Linked DNA regions of Drosophila melanogaster: region 2 is linked to region 1. Evidence: chromatin contacts called from public Hi-C data. All regions are on one chromosome and are shown on one strand. The core of a region is the stretch at or near the end of the contact, and the rest is flanking DNA. Distances in the headings are between cores, read along the strand shown. Region 1 holds the start of sNPF (short neuropeptide F precursor). Region 2 holds the start of CG34173.

What was found. Hi-C and Micro-C count contacts between places; a contact is called where the count stands out from the background.
Region 2: a contact with region 1 is called in a Hi-C map of the Kc167 cell line, with 2.9 times the contacts expected there. A contact is called at or near these places in 2 of 107 Hi-C or Micro-C datasets (the Kc167 cell line and pupal leg imaginal disc).

Annotation. Positions count from the first base shown.
Region 1 is chr2L:20,025,677-20,029,521 of dm6, reverse strand. It overlaps sNPF (short neuropeptide F precursor), which reads right to left and starts at 1,607. Exons shown (of 5, transcript NM_165316.2): 1 at 1,193-1,607. It overlaps AANATL3 (Arylalkylamine N-acetyltransferase-like 3), which reads left to right and starts at 3,711. Exons shown (of 1, transcript NM_136174.2): 1 at 3,711-3,845. The coding sequence starts at 3,741.
Region 2 is chr2L:22,052,293-22,056,137 of dm6, reverse strand. CG34173 reads left to right here and starts at 1,836. Exons shown (of 2, transcript NM_001103717.2): 1 at 1,836-1,966; 2 at 2,021-2,304. The coding sequence starts at 2,026. The coding sequence ends at 2,163.

The DNA of each region.
Region 1 (3,845 bases), core at 358-2,857:
TGTCCTGCGTGGAAACTATTTTAGTCAACTCACAGTCTTAATCGTATAAAGTTTTGGGTGGAGCATAAAATATATTTGACTTAAAAATGCAGCCAATAAATAAGTAATTAATGAAAATGCGTCCACATTTAATTCACTTTGTAAATATTCCATAATCTGGATCCGATTCATTAATTCGCACGCAATTTAAATGTTTACATGCTAGTTACGCAATGTAAAGCAATGTATCTCTTTGATCACGTTATTTTATAATTACTTGCGTATTTCAACACCAGTTCGTTTGTCTTTAAATAGTTACAAATGTCACGGATAATACTTTTGAAATGATATTTATCAAGCGGCTTACAGATGTTGTTAGGGCACTTATTTTTACCAACAGATTATCATCTACAAGGGGCGTGCTCCAGTCTTGCAATTTCATCCGCTTCTTTCTCTTCCGTTTCCGCTTTTTGTTAGCCATATGTCATGAAAGTTATCGCCATGCTGCAGCATACCCACAATGCCTAAAATTTGGATCTATCAAGTAAAAGCAATCTTAATTTGTTGTTTGGCTTGCCTGCTTTTTTGATAATGGCGAAATGTTGCCTACCTGGAGTCTTCTTATTTTTTTTAGCCTTCCCACATCTCTTAGTAAAATTCGTAGTTTATGTTTAATAACCCGTTCGAGTAAAGTAACTAATGGGGTCTGTAGAAAAGGTCAACAAAATAGCTCGATGAAAGCCTTGTTTCTTACACTGACCCAAAGAGTTGTAAGAAGGTTTTATGCCAGACTTGAACAACACAGTCGAAAAAAGTTGATTGACAATTATTGATATTCTATGAGTTTTGTTTAACAAAGTAGCTGATGACGTTTTGATACGGGTGACGAGGGTCCTTTGTTGACATTAAGCGTACATCGATTGTACAAAAAGCGAACATGATTCATGGTGACTACTGACTTAATATATAAAAGATTCCGTTTTGTCGGAAAGAAATTTATATGTGTATCACATACGACCATGGTAACAAAGTGGCGTTCATTAAAATTAAGTACCACAAGAGTTTTGAAATTCTTCTGAAAATGTTTTTGAGAAAAGCTTTAAGCAGGAAGTGAAATGTTTAAGTGTAGTAAACATATATTATTCGCCGTAATTTGGATAAAACTTCAAAAATCAATTTTTTTAATTATGTACTATTAGCCTTTTTAACTTACCTGCACTTCAATATAACAAATCGCGTTCACGCAAATTTATTTTGAAATTTAAAGTGGAAACTTTATTTACTTATTCAAACGAATTGTCTTTTTCTGTATAAGATTTTCTTTAGAATGCGAGCACTGCTTTAACTGGATTTTACATTTCACAATGTCCGGATTTCAAGGAGAAGTGCCTTAAAAAGTTTTTCAATTAAGTTTGGAATTTGGCCCAATGAGAGCACGCAAATGTATGCCACGCTTTTTGCAACTGAAAATTAACTAAATGTTTGGCAACTGGCCAAACGATGGCTCAAGATCACAAAAAATTGAGTTGAAAACTGGGTTTTTTGAAACTCTCTGTTCGGTTAGCCGTTTCAAGGTTGATTGGTTGGTGGTAAGTTGAGATTCCTTCGAAGCGCGCCGAACGAATGCAACGGCCACGAGGAAAACGACTTGCTTTATAGCCAGCCGTAAAAGCCGAATTCCTCCCGAAACCCAACGAAGTTGATGATGTCGGCATGTGGCAGGCAGTTCAACTTCAACTGGTTGCTCCTGTTGCTTCTTCAATCAAAAGCTTTTCCTGCTAGCCGGCTACCCGAGGTTTGAGTCCTCGCTAATGGAGAACATTTTGCCGCCCACGCATTTTATACCCTCATTTGTGAATTGAAGTGGGAGGTATTTCGATCGGCCAGCAGTTTGTTCAAGCGAATATATGTTTGCATACATATAACTAACTGATCAAGGCATTAAGTCATTGAATCCATTTTGAGCACTCTGAGGAGTGATCGGATCCCATCATCCCATCTAAAGAATATTTAATTTTTGCAATGAAGAATCAATTTGTGTTCTTAAAGTTAAATTCATTTGTATTTTTAGTTTCTAGCCATTTGTGAAGATACGCTTCATATGTATTGCACAGCATGATAATGAGTACAGAGTATCCCATAGTCGACTTCCGCTAAGCTAAGCTTCCTTCCATTTTTGTTCCCCATCCTGTTGTTGTTGCAGTGACGTCAGCGCACTGATTTAAAGCTGTGCTAGCTGCCTGCCATTCGCTGGAATCTGAATTGGCCAAGTTGTTGTAGAGCTGGTCACCTACGCACGCATATTGGTAGGCGGCGCCTACGCTGGGATAGCGAAAGCTAAAGTCAGGCAGGATATAGATATTCAGATATTTTGGCCTTTATTCGCTCATATTTGTAATCTGCCATGCGGGTTGCTTACTCCTGTCCGCATTTCCCCTTCTTGAATTTCATCTTGCAGCTGTATTTACTTTTCACTTTTGACAAGCTGTCTCTTAATGAGCAATGAAATAGCTTAACAGGAAAAACAATATTTTGTTGAGCCCTATAAATGCGGTAAGCATTATATATGCGTCATTTGGTCCGAGCGAAAATGGATATGGCTTATTAGCGCCTTGCAATAAAGCTTAATATATTTCTTAAGCGGCATTTCAAATGTTAAAAGATTAGAGTGTACTCTTTATGCTTGTAGTATCTCTCTCTCTCTTGTTGAATATGCCAATAACTGAGTAATAATAACAAATAATCGTGACACTTCACTATACTTGAAACCATAAAGAGCGCTACGTGGATTTTCTCGACTAGCAGATACCCGTTAGTTTTTAGTTTTAACATTTTATTGGCATAGCGAACAAAATTAATCGGAGGGACACTCCCGATCAGGAGTACATATATATGTACATATATACATTCTATTAAACGCTTTCTTGTACCGCTTATATACAATAATTCTCAACTAATTTACTTTTCGAGTGACGGGTACACAAGTGGAAATAGCTATTCAAACGGCAAAGCTATTCGAAACCCAAGTAGTTGCTATCCACATCTTATCGCCTAGCTACTCCACCTTTAATTGTAAACTGAATTATGATAAGGTCAACAAATACTAGCGCTGAAAGTTTAAAAATCTGACGAAGCTTCAAATTTGTAAACTCGTTACTCGTAGAGTAAGAGGGTATACTAGATTCCTTGAAAAGTATGTAACAGGCAGAAGAAAGTGTTTCCGACTATATAAAGTATATATATTCTTGATCAGGATCAATAGCCGAGTCGTTCTAGCCATGTCCATCTGTCCGTATGAACGTCAAGATCTCAAATACTATAAAAGCTAAAAGGCAAGGACGCAGCGTTTGTTGAACCATGTTGCCACGCCCACTCTGAGGCCCAGAAACCACACAAGTCCGCCACGCCCACACATATTTTTTCACATTTTTATTAGTCTTATAACGCCCACTCTAACCCCCTACAACCGCCGAACCGGTCACGACCACACTTTGGAAGAATTTTAAAATTTTTAATCATTTTATTCCACAATATCTATCGATATCCCAAAAAGAGAACAATTTTCGCGTTCGCATAATCACTAGCTGAGTTACGGGCATCTGATAGTCGGAAAACTCGAGTATAGCATTATCTCTTGTTGTGATATAGTGTTTTTAGAAAATTGATAACCCACTTGTATAAATACACTGATCAGCTGACCATTACTTTAGTTTCGATTCATTCGTTAAATAAGTAACTTCAGAGTTAGGATCAAAACCACGATGGCCTCAAGCATTAAAGACGGCATTACCATAAGGACCATGACAAAAGAGGATTACCCCAGTGTAAAAGCCTTTTTGAAGGATAACTTTTTCCAATCAGAGCCA
Region 2 (3,845 bases), core at 587-3,086, 2.0 Mb before region 1:
CAGTATGCATTATTTTAATGTCACTGATAAATCATTTTTATGTCGGTGCTAAATCAAAAGATGGACGAGCAAATGCTGTATTTCAAGGCAGAAACGTAGGAAGGGTTCGGGTGTCACACATGCACCTGGGAAAAGGTGTGCTCCGGGTATGGCTTATGGGTTTTAGCTCCACTCCGCCGCTGCACTCGCATTCGTCCATTAAAATCCGCTACAGTGTGTCCAAAACACGGGCAGGACTCCTGCTGCACGGCCGGTCCGTTTATTTATTATTAACACCAAAAAGACCCCGAGGACGAATTGCAGTGCTCCTCCGGCACCGCCTCCGGCTCCAGCTCCAGCAACGGATCCTGGACCGAGACTTGGAATGCGCAAACTGCCCTTAGTAGCAGCCGCCTACTCATATTTCGTTGTCCTCATCGGACGAGACTCGGTACTGCAAAAATGAATCTGTTTGCGGTTCAAACACGTGCCGTGGCCAGAAATAATGTGCACCGGAATCTGCTCGGACTAATGGGCCCACAACACGGTATTTGACTTAGGCCCAGTCCAGCGTTTCCATCGGCATTGCAACCGATAAACCGCTTTGATGCTTTGTGGTCGGGAGACAAAAGAAGGCTTCAGAAACAAAAAGAGTATTTATATTTGATTATTGTTTGTTTATTATTTTTACAAAAATGTGAACTTGTTCAATTTGAGCGAAATACGCAGATATTTTTACTAACAATACAAACACACAATCTATTTATGCATTAAGTTTTTAAAGCGTGACTTAACTTCACTTAACGTGCAATACAACTTAATATTTCTAAATTTATTTAAAGAATATTTATTAGAACGTATCATTCCACATATAATATTTTTAATTGAATGAGAATAAAAGCTATGACTGATTTAGGAGCTTGGAAACGTATAAGTCCTTTTTGTCTACACCATGGTTAAGGTTACTAGTTGGCTTAAGCAGCCAGTTAAGTTAGCCCGACATAAAGCTGCGATTTTCATTGTAATCTGTTCCAGGCGAGCCGCTTGTCCAGGATCAGACCCAAATACTGCGCCTGTGGTGATTATGGAATGGTGTTCCCTTAAAAAAGAAACTGCTGTGGCCAATTTTAAGCTATTTATAAATAAGCAGTTACTTATAAAGAAAGCCATCAGGCAAACCACGGATGAAAGCTTCCTGAACGTCCAGGAAATCCTGTGGTGCCTAAAACCAAACTGGCGGTCGGAATTATCATCCTGTTCGCTTTTTACTCCATATCTCTACTAAGACATATTCCCTTAAATAATGTATAGAAAGTAATGGAAGCTTATCCGTCGTTATGACTCGCCAAGGTTCATTGATATAAAAAAATCTGGATACGTATTACGTAACGTTGAGTTACAAAGGAGAACAAGGAACAGGATCTCTTTTTAGGCAAGGCCTTGCCAATTCTGCTGTCAATGACAACGATAATCCATCCAAGTAAAGAGCATTAAAGAAGTTTAGTGTTTCTTTAACATCTGCGGGGATCCCTAGGTCAAATGGCTGAAAGCGCTCCGCAGGCTTTTCCGCAAAAGTTAAAGAAATCTTTAAGGAGAACTTGCAAAAAAATTTCTGTGAGATTTAGTTCTTTCAGACTCCGGGTAGATTTCAAAAGTCGAAAAAACACGCAAACAGTAATTGATTAACGAATAACGTTAATATTGCCCTAGGTATTTGCTACTTTTTATTTTGCAACTTTGAGGTCCTTTTTCTCAAAATTCTCTCATAATGGTGAAAAAAATCAAAAAATAATGTGTACTATAAGCTAAACAACTTTAGTTTTTCGCCAGAACACTCAGACTGTCATTGAATAATCTATCAGAGATTGTGTCAATAATCTGATTTTTTCCCGCCTATGTTCTATATTTAAATCGTTTGAATAGGTTACCCAACCACAACACATAAGTGAAGAAAGACAAAATCTTCTAAATTAGTTAAGCAATCTATGTAAGTATGTTAAACGGTGATAAATAGCAACTAAAGCTCTGCGTACATCTGCAGTCAAGATGTTTCGCACACTGTCCATTGAGCCGATTAGAATTGAGGAGCGCTCCAAAGATGAGGTCCGTGCTAATATATTAGTGTTCGCTGTCACCTGTGCCCTTATCCGCTTTATTCCGATAATAGTGAGGAAATTATCGTAGTCAAGACCAAGGATGCGATTGTGTACTTCCGTTTTGACTGAGATAAAGCCGAATATATATATTAAAAATATTTAAATATAAACTAATAACAATTAGGTGTTATATTAAAAATAAAAACAAAAAAATATGTCGCTAAAATTGAGATCATCGACTTGTAAATACATTTTTTTAGCAATAACAAATTTTTAACAGAATGTGTCCGAAAATATGCTTAGCATATTAAGTGAAATTGGTATAAGAAATAATAATAAAAAACAACAAAACATTTTCAGAAAATTTGCTCAGTTTGGGGGTGTTTCTATGGACGTGACGATCTTTTAAAGTGAACTTGGGGCGCCGCCACTTCAGTCTGCATGCTTAATCTCAACCGGATAGCCTTTGAAGTTACCGAAAATTCGGAGTTCATAAGAACAGGCGGTCATTTCTAGGTCGGATTGCCCAAATTAAAACAAGAGAGTATACCGATCTCAAGTCAAGTTCGTCTACTATCAGATATCAGTTACTCAGGTAGTGGAAGTGCTAACGCGAATTTCATCATTTTTCTGGGATATCGATATAGATATTGGGGAATAAAATGAGAAAAAAATTAAAAATTGCCTAAAAATGTGGGCGTGGCAGTTTTTGGCGTGTTTAGGCCGTTAGAGTGGGCGTGACAAACTGGGTCGACAAACTTGCGCTGCGTCCTTGTCTCTAGAATCTGTATGCTGAATCTCATACGGACAGACGGACATTACCAGATCGACTCGGCTATTGATCCTGATCAAGAATACATGTGCTTTATTTAGTCGGAAACGCTTCCTTCTGCCTATCACACACTTTTTAGCGAATACCCATTTACTCTACGACTAACGGGTATAACAACAAATTGTGGACGCTGGGTGCTATTTAAAGTAGTTGAACAGCGCAATTAAATGCCATTTGTTTTTTAATTAATTAATTAATGTATTTAGAAGCGATGAATACATACAATGCAGTAATAGTAACATAACAGCGCAATTAACAAGAAAATGATTAAACTAAACCTCGTACTAAAATGCTACTTGTATTTTCCATATTAATGTCGTTGCCTGTAAGTATGCAACGACCTGCAGTATACCTGCAGTATTAATCGGGAAGTCTTAGCAACTTGGTAGGAAAAAGATAGTGACGAGTAGCACCATAGTGTTCGAAGACCACTAATTTATGTACACAAATAAGAAAAAATTTACTACAGTTTGAAACATTGAATATTTTAAAAATATGATATGATATTACAACTTTTGTACGTTGCCACTAGACACATTGAATACACATTTTACGAAAAGGCTTAATTATAAATATTAATTTATGGTTAAATTTTAGATTACCTACATAGTAGTAAAACATTAAAAAAGATTTTATTTCACAAATGTTGTTAACAATATATCTGAATGGCTAAGGGTTGACTCGATATTGGAAATGTATAAATGTCAAAAAAATGAAATCAAGCTAAACAGTCGTGTATTCCAAAAGCCTAATTAGCCAAATTGAATAAAATTAATTATACGTGCTAGTCGTAGAGTAAAAGGGTATACTACAATAGATTTTTTGAAAACTATGTAACAGGCAGATGAAAGCGTTTCCGACGGTATATATATTCTTGATCAGGATCAATAGCCGCGTCGAACCGGCCCTGTCCGTCTGTCTGTCCGTATGAACGTTGA